Linked DNA regions of Gossypium hirsutum: all the other regions are linked to region 3. A link is a contact called in public Hi-C data. All regions are on one chromosome and are shown on one strand. Each heading gives the region's core, a stretch centred on a gene start, on an enhancer-like site or on the middle of the called end of the contact. The rest is flanking DNA. Distances are from core to core; before and after follow the strand shown.

Region 1 (2,882 bases), core at 40-2,539, 270 kb before region 3:
ATCTACAGTGGTTCGGTGCATGGGAAAGAAGAAGAGAAAATGTTTTCTCTTTCTTTCCACCACTTTTTTTTTATTTTATGTTTTATTTAATTAATTAAGTTTTATACTATTAATCATCACTAATCCATCCACCATCATTATTAGCAAAGTGGTTTAATTGCCACTTAATTCCCTTGTTCATTTTCTAATTAAAGATTCTTTAGCAATTAACCTTTTACTATTTTTACAATTTAGTCATTGAACCTTAATTAAACACTAATTCAACAAAATTGACTATCTAAAATTCAATTCACTTATAATATAATTTCGAAATTATTTAATATAAACATTCACGGGGCCCGGTTTATGAAAACGAGGTCCTGATACCTCCTTTTCCAATACCACTGACTCTAAGGTTGAAACACTTGTACCTTAACTAACTATCCAATTAACAAAATTAAAGAGCCAAACTTTAATTAAAATTCATAGTAACCTCATAATACTTAATATTTATGGATCGAAAATGGGATTTCGAAATCACCATTTCCAACACATTTGAATTTTGGGTCATTACACATTTTCTCATTAGTAATTAAATTAAAGCTTTTTTTTAATTCAATCTGTTTTGACTTCGTCCCTTTTTCTTTTTCTACATTATTCATCTCAAATGCCTAATCAAAACTCATAAAGAAGCCTAAAATTAAGAAATTCATAAACCCCAAAAAATGATTGAATTGACGACCCCAACTCTGATCCCCTTACTCTTTGTTACAGGGATAGTACTAGTTTCAAGCTCTGGTGTTCTTGCATCTTTATCATTCTTAGCTCAAGTATTGGAGAGAGATTGTAGGTTAAGGTGATAGCATTAGATATTTCCAACTTCGTCAATTTATTAAAAGAAAGAACAAAGTGAAATATACTATTGAAAATCATACTGGATACAAAAATCTTAAAAATACATTTACTTTTACTTTTTAAAATATTAAGATTTTTAAATATTTTATAAATAGAACTAAAATGACAAATCTTGTAAATATTAAGGGCTAAATTTATTAAAATTTTAGATTTAAGATTAAGTTAATAAAATTTGTAAAGGTGAATGAACTAAACCCTACTTAGACTTCTAATAGAAAACTAATAGAAGGCTGATTAAAAAAAATGGAGAACAAAATAGAAACAACTACAAAGTTGAGTGACACTTCTTGGACTTCACTTTTTTTTTATTAAGTCCGGTGTCGGACCGACTCACAAGTCTATTTTCCAAGTTCTTCAGACTAAACAACAATTAAGCTTCCTAGAGAAGCCCGAAAACGGCCCAGCTCCGCCATGTAGCCAAGCCAAGCCGAGGCAATCAGTTTTCCTTATCTATCCGTCTCGTTTTATCTTCTAAATTTAACTCCATTGAAAACGTTTCTTTCTTCTCTGCTTAAAAAAATCTCCAAAATTCTCAGATGTTATTACAAAGAGACATTTCCCTGCCATTTTTTGCATTAACACCAAAACCGCACCTTAAAAACCATGTTTTTTGCGCCAAAAAAGCAATCCCATTTCCAGGACGTCCACTAAAAAATGATTTCGTCTCCTGCAATCTTAAGGTGTTTTACCCTTTTCTTTTTTTAATATTCTTCTAACTTATAGTTGGTCAATAAACGGGTTGTGATGGTTTCTTGTTGTTGGGATTTTTTTAGATGGTCAATGGGGCGAGGTTTCATGGTTCCGTAAAGGATGCTACTGGTTTGGAAGATGATGATTTAGTGGTGGAGACCTGCATCACTCGCACTTTGCCACCTGCTTTGACACTTGAGCATGGTCTCCAGAGTATTAAACAGGCTGTAGAAGAGTTGAAGTTTAATCCTCCTTGTGCTTCTAGTGGAGTTTTGAGATTTCAGGTATAGCGCACACACAACACACAAGATTTTACTTACATGCAGTATAGGATAGTATGGTGTTGCTGCTCTTTTTCGAGTTATGAATGTATGGACATCATGTTCCCTTTTTAGAATAATTCTAATTCATGATGGTTCTGGAAGTACAATGTGATCCTGTTCATTTAAAGTTCCAATTTTTAAAATCAGATCTCAAGGTGGTTTCCAATGAGAAATGAAACTTTATTCATGAATCATGATGTATCTTCTAGATAAATTTATGGTTGTAGATTTGTTTGATATTAGTATATATGTAAGTAAATTAGTACTTATATAGTTGAAGTGTTTTATACTTCAGGATATGAAGAAAATAAATTTTGAAAATTACATTGTTAATTAATTTATTTGTTTTGATTCGTTTTTTAGAGTCAATGCAATGTTACTGTTGTCTTTGCAGGTTGCTGTGCCCCCAAGTGCAAAAGCTTTAAATTGGTTTTGCTCTCAACCAGAATCTTCGGCTGTTTTTCCTATGTTTTTTCTTTCTAAGGAGACAATCAGCCCAACATGTAAATCATTATACTTGAACAAAGTTCGTGGTGTTTTTGGAATTGGAGCTGCTATTTCCTTTACAAGCTCTATTTGTATCCCTGGAGGGCTAAGTTCAACCAAGAGGTTAATGCCATTCTTTCTTGTACATGTGTTTCCTCTTTTTTTACTTGTTAACTTTTTTGGGTAGTAAACATGCTTTCCTACAAAATTTGAGTTAATATTCTTGATATCCATGTGAATCAAATGATTCTCTCGAGGTGCCTTTTGATTCTTTGTTAGTTTTGCTAGTAAATGGTATTGCCCCTAGTTTTAGCTTATTGCTTTATGACAAGATAAAACACACAAGAACCCTTTATTCATACATCCGATTTATTCTGCAAAATTCATAAAATGAGTAGTGTGTAATGAAGTAACTAGAGAATGGTCATGCTTTAATCTCCTAGGAAGTTAGTGTCTCTGTCCGGTTTGACCTGGAAAATTTGTGTCTAG
Region 2 (2,886 bases), core at 122-2,621, 290 kb after region 3:
CAAACTATATCCACAAGATAATCTCTTAGATAAAGCTGCCATGTGTTTGATGACTCCAAATAAGATTGGGATTGAGTTTGAGAGTATCCCATTGGATACTGGCAATAAGATTTATGGCCAATATAAAGGCATTGCATGCTAGCAGTATAGACTCTGGGACAATTGGGGATCAAAATTCCTTCCACTGTCTTGCATAAAATAAAAGACAATATTTTGGTTTTTGTGGGGTCTTGCATTGGGCCTTTGTTCCCTCAACAAGGACCTTGGATGGGCTGTAAAGGTAAGATAAAATCGGCTCAAACAGTGTTGGATTAAAGTCCTCGCAATATCTAGACAAAAGGGCTACCTATTCATTAGCTTTACAACTTCATTATTAACTTGGGAAAAAATCCCTTCGTTTAGGCTACACTATACAACAAAAGAACTTTAAAAATGGGGGAAAATAAAAGGCATTAAGGGTAAGATGAGATGGGACTCACTAAACAACCATGACCAGGCAAGATAACTTTAGGAATGCATGGTGCATAACTAAAGAAAGCTACCCGACATCAAACATGAGTCCATACAAGATATCATAAGAAACTTCAGCCTAAGGGGATGAAGACACTACCGAACCCTTCGCTTATCATAATGGGAGATTTAGAATGTGTTTATATTCAAGTTAATGATCATGATTTGATCTTTAACCAAAAACTATTCAATAAATCATACGAATACATGTACAAATCACCATTTATATATTTGAATTCACGTATAAATTTATTAATCATTCATTTAATTTATATAGAAAATTATGTAAATGCACTAAATCGAGTATTTTACTCACAAAAATTTGGTGTCTAAAGTTATCAAAAGGTAAGCCCTACAAGATCGTGCATGGATTTGCTCAAGACAAAGACAGTGAAGAGTCTCCTCTAACTCACAGCCCCAAAGGTTGAGGTTGATTCTGCTGCATTCGTGTTAGAAGAAGGAATTGGAAGGACCACTGCATGTTGATTTTTTTTTCCAACATCATTAAAATGCATAGCCATAAATTGACTAGAGAGAGAGAGAGAAAGACCCTAGTGATCTAGATGCAACTGTCATGATCATCAAACTCAAAATCTTGGCCTATGGTGGATCTTATAAGTAGATCCATCAAAAGCTGAAAATGTAATATCATGAAAAGCAACGTGCTGCCTTCCGATTCGCCATTTATATCACACGTGAGTCTTGGCTTTATATATACAACCCACACATGCACATGCTGGATGCCCCCAACTGGATGAAATGAGGATTTTGTTTTAATATACAGGCCAAATTATATATACACTATAATGAATATTCACTGACCCAAGATTTCTATTGGAGTTCACTCCCAATCAATCATAGATAGTAAACTAGTAAATTTTGTTGCTAGCTCGAGCAGCTCGAAGGTTCAATAAGCCCCAGAGCTGCCCCAAAGAGGGGGCAGCCAGATGTTTGTGGGCCATTGTTCAGCCGAAGGTGACTTAGCAAGCTCCTAATAATGAAAGAACTCGGCAGTTTGAAATCGGATTTAACTGAGTTGATATCCAATCTCTTCAAGTGGACTTCTGTAGGAGAAAAGTTGGGATCTGCCAAATTCTATAACCCTGTTAAAGTTGTAATGGTATACAGATAGGGTTAGTAAGTTTACAGTTTTCCCCAAGTAGGCGACATGGAACCATGGCCAACAACCACTCAAAAAAGCCAGTTCCCACTAAAACAGAGTAAAGTCCCTAGAATCCAAGGAAACACCAATTCTTTGCCCCCCACTATCCAGAACACTAGCTCTGGTTTTCACAGTATGAGAAGGATAAAAAAAAGAAGCTTGTTTCCCTTCTACCCCACTTCACTTGTATTAAAACTAAAGAACATCAAATGTGGGGTCTCGTTCAAAAACCTCCAAATTCACTCTTCATCATATTATATTATTAGACAGTCCAATTCATTGTTATTACCAACATATTTTAAAGCTATCCCTTCTCACTACTCTCAATTCTTAATCATTTCAAACACTTTGCCTCTCTATACAATCTCACCACTTCCATCATCCATCTCTCCATTGAAGAAGCCTACCATGTCTGTAACAGGAGTTTCAGACACTGACAGAATGTTGAAGAAGTCATTCCATCGAAGGAATGACTCCGGTGAGCTCGATGTATTCGAAGCTGCACGGTATTTCTCGGGGTACAATGAAGCATCTAGCTATAACTGTGCGACATTCACTCAGAAAATCATGCGGGAAGAGAGGCAGCCATGGAGGGGAGGTAGGGTCAGCTTGGATGTACCCATGAGGAACCCTCTTCCCCAGCAAGTTCATGTGGTGGACAAGCAAATTAAGGATAAGAAATACAAGCAGCCAAGCTCTCCTGGTGGAAGACTTGCTAGCTTCTTGAACTCTCTTTTCAATCAAACAGGTTCCAAGAAGAAGAAATCAAAATCAACCACACAGTCCATGAAAGGTGAAGAAGAGAGTCCTAGTGGGAGAAGGAAAAGGAGGAGCAGTATTAGCCATTTTCGTAGCTCTAGTACAGCTGAAACGAAGTCGCTTTATTCTGCCTCAAGCTCTGGTTTCAGGACGCCGCCTCCTTATGCACATACTCCTACGAAAAGCTACAGGGAGTTTAGAAGCTATTCGGATCATAGAGAGGTTTTATCTCTGTCCAAGAACAACATTGGACAGATAAAACCAACAGCTTTAGAAAATGTTGCCACTGATGACAAAAGGAATATAACAGAGAAACTGAAGTTCAATAATGGCCACTCAGAGAAACACAAGAACCTCGATGTTTGTCATCAGGAGAAGGGTAGGAATTGGGGTGATCGGCATCCATCAGAGGAGAAAGAAATCAGGACGTTTAATAAGACTGATGATGATGCAGA
Region 3 (2,700 bases), core at 61-2,560:
AGGAATCTTTTCTTAGTCAGTCCTCAATAAACAAAAAGACAAGAGAGGGTTTAAAAAAAACTTTTTGAAAAGCTTATATGAACTTACAACCACTAAATTATAACTCAAAAGCTTTTAACTGATTTTAAAACCCTAAAAAATGAAACCTTTTTTTTACAACAATGCCGCAAGATGTTCTGTTTTCTAGCTCTAACCAGATCTAACATATTATAATTATTTTTATAACAAACATCCCATATTTTATATAACTCTCAAACTCAAGAAAGCAAAGACGTAAAAACCAAAAGGAGAGAATATCAAAGATGTGAAGCAGATCCCAACAAATACAAAAAACCATGAAAAGAGAAACACAATCATACTAAAAGATAACAGAGTTATTAAAATTACTAAGCTAAATTATAGTTTTACAGTACCTCCTTCTTTTTGGTTCTTCTCTGTTGATTCAGTGCTGGAACTTCCACCAATCTTCACTGCAAAAGCCAAGTGAAAACATAAACAAGGTTGTACATGAAACAAAGGGACCTTAAGGGTGAGGAAGAGTCTTTGGAGTTTGGGATAGCTCTAAAGGAAACAAAGTAAATAATAGGAATAAAGAAGCTTAAAAAACAAAGCTCTAAACCCCAGCTTTGGGTGTTTTAAGAGGGATTTTCACAACAGATGAAAGAAAGAAAACAGAGATTATTAAGGAAATGAGAGAGTTCTTGTAATTATCCAAAAAAAAAACATCGAAATAAAAAGGGTCAAAAGTCCAAAATCTCTACTTCTATGTGCTATTAATGGCCATAGCAAACCAAACAAACGGCTCTATTTGTTTTCCCTGATTATTTATTTTTGGGTTTTTGAGAGAGAACCACCCACGACAAGCCTTTTATTTATTAGACTCAGTTTTAGCATTAATTATCCCCAACCTATTTTAGAACTATGTTTAACCACACAGAGAACGCCACTTTACCTGATCAGTTTCTCAGAAATTTTAAAAAAAGAAATTAACATTTTCCTTCCAACCAAACAGCAACAACATCAAGAAGAAGTAAACAAGAAAAAGAAAGCCCCCAAAACAATTTTTTCCCTTTTTTCCCTTTCCTTTTGACTTTTTTTTTTTGATTTGTCGAAGCCGACAAAGGTGTCGGAAATCTCAGCTCTGTTCTTTTAATTCAAAACAATTTTGTTTGTCTTGTTTTTCGCCGGAGAAATGAAATCTTCTGTAATCAGTTGTAAAATAAAAAGCCGGCTGAGAAAGTAAAGCAAAAAGAAAGGGGAAGTTTTAACGTGTATGCGAAACCAGTGAAGATATGATGAAGATGACGATGATTTCGTTCACACGTGTTAAGTTTCTTTAAAAATAACATCTTGACTTGTGAATAGAGGTATCCATGCACTGGGTGGAAATCTAATTCCAAAAAATTTAAGTTTATTTTATTAAAAAAATAAAAAATATTTTATATTAATATTATATTTTAATAATTAAATTTAAATACAAATTATTTAATTTAAATTCAAAATATTTCTAATCAACTTAAAAACAAAAAGCTTTCATAAAAAACTTGTTTAATCTATCTCAATTTTGAAATTGAGCAAATTAATTTTTCTTAACAAGATCGGAGCAATTTAATCTGTCGTTTTTTTTAAAAGTAAGTAACTAAGGGTAATTAATTTATGTTAATGTCTTATGTCAATTGTACATAATTTTAATTGATATAATAATAAAATTAGTATCAATATTTACATATTTTATTAATTTAGTCTTTTTCTAAAAAGAAATTAAAAAATTTAGTCTTTTTATATTTACGCATTTATATAAATATTGTAGGTTAAATTAAAATAAAAATTTTGAAAATGTAAAAGTTTTGAATGCTAAATTTATTATACCGTAATTAATTATTATGAAAAATGGTTGTTAGGCTGGGCAAGCCACTAACTGTGGACAAACTATGTTGAAAATGTGTGATTTTAGTTCTAATTTTAAGTTAGTTTGATAAAAGAATTTAATGTCTTTTGGGTTTGTATTAATTGATGCCAACTTATATCAACCCCAAAAGCTGTGCTTGTGTTTACAAGAGCCCACCGTAAAGACATTTCCTTTCTTGTGTGAGGATTTTATAAGAGACGCGTGTATCCATCTTGTGATGGTGACGTATGTAAGATGGTGGAAAAGGCTAAAAATAGGTGGCAACGGATTTCAGGATGTGGAGGTACAATTAGGTACATTTTGGATCCCCCAACTTATTTTTGTTTCTATTACGCGTCATTATCTCACTGGTTCACCATATCCTTAGGCAGCCAAGAAAATTTAAAGTCTTTAAATTTGTTCCAATCGGCTAAAAGATATTGAAGTATTTATTTTGAGTAGAAGAAATACAAAAAAGAAGGGTTGTTTACATTGCAAATGCATCGGGATTGGGGATCTCAAAACATGGAGGGTTAAAAAATACCATAAAATATAGTACTGAATTAACAGTTTCACATGTACCACAACCATTTCTATATTCTATAGTTAACGGTGGTGATATCAATTGTTTTCTGTTTATCATATGCATTTGCACGTAATTCAAGTGATTGGGATTTGATTAGTAAAATAGTCTAGAAAATGCATTGGATCATTTGAATCTACCTATGTGATTTAATATGTAAGCAACTAATTTAGGTTTCATTTTCATTTCTTTTGACAGCAAGTAATTCTTCCTCTTAAATAACTAATCC

The links. Hi-C and Micro-C count contacts between places; a contact is called where the count stands out from the background.
Region 1: a contact with region 3 is called in a Hi-C map of leaf, with 1.9 times the contacts expected there. The contact joins the promoter of LOC107936532 here to the promoter of LOC107936401 in region 3. A contact is called at or near these places in 2 of 34 Hi-C or Micro-C datasets (callus and leaf).
Region 2: a Hi-C map of leaf shows a contact between it and region 3, with 1.9 times the contacts expected there. The contact joins the promoter of LOC107936302 here to the promoter of LOC107936401 in region 3. A contact is called at or near these places in 2 of 34 Hi-C or Micro-C datasets (hypocotyl and leaf).

The regions. Positions count from the first base shown.
Region 1 is chrD02:47,752,524-47,755,405 of Gossypium_hirsutum_v2.1, reverse strand. It overlaps LOC107936532 (protein PHYLLO, chloroplastic), which reads left to right and starts at 1,289. Exons shown (of 27, transcript XM_041088618.1): 1 at 1,289-1,574; 2 at 1,668-1,868; 3 at 2,302-2,516. The coding sequence starts at 1,431.
Region 2 is chrD02:47,193,930-47,196,815 of Gossypium_hirsutum_v2.1, reverse strand. It overlaps LOC107936302 (protein BIG GRAIN 1-like E), which reads left to right and starts at 1,371. Exons shown (of 1, transcript XM_016868999.2): 1 at 1,371-2,886. The coding sequence starts at 1,679.
Region 3 is chrD02:47,483,957-47,486,656 of Gossypium_hirsutum_v2.1, reverse strand. LOC107936401 reads right to left here and starts at 1,310. Exons shown (of 6, transcript XM_016869126.2): 1 at 953-1,310; 2 at 414-470.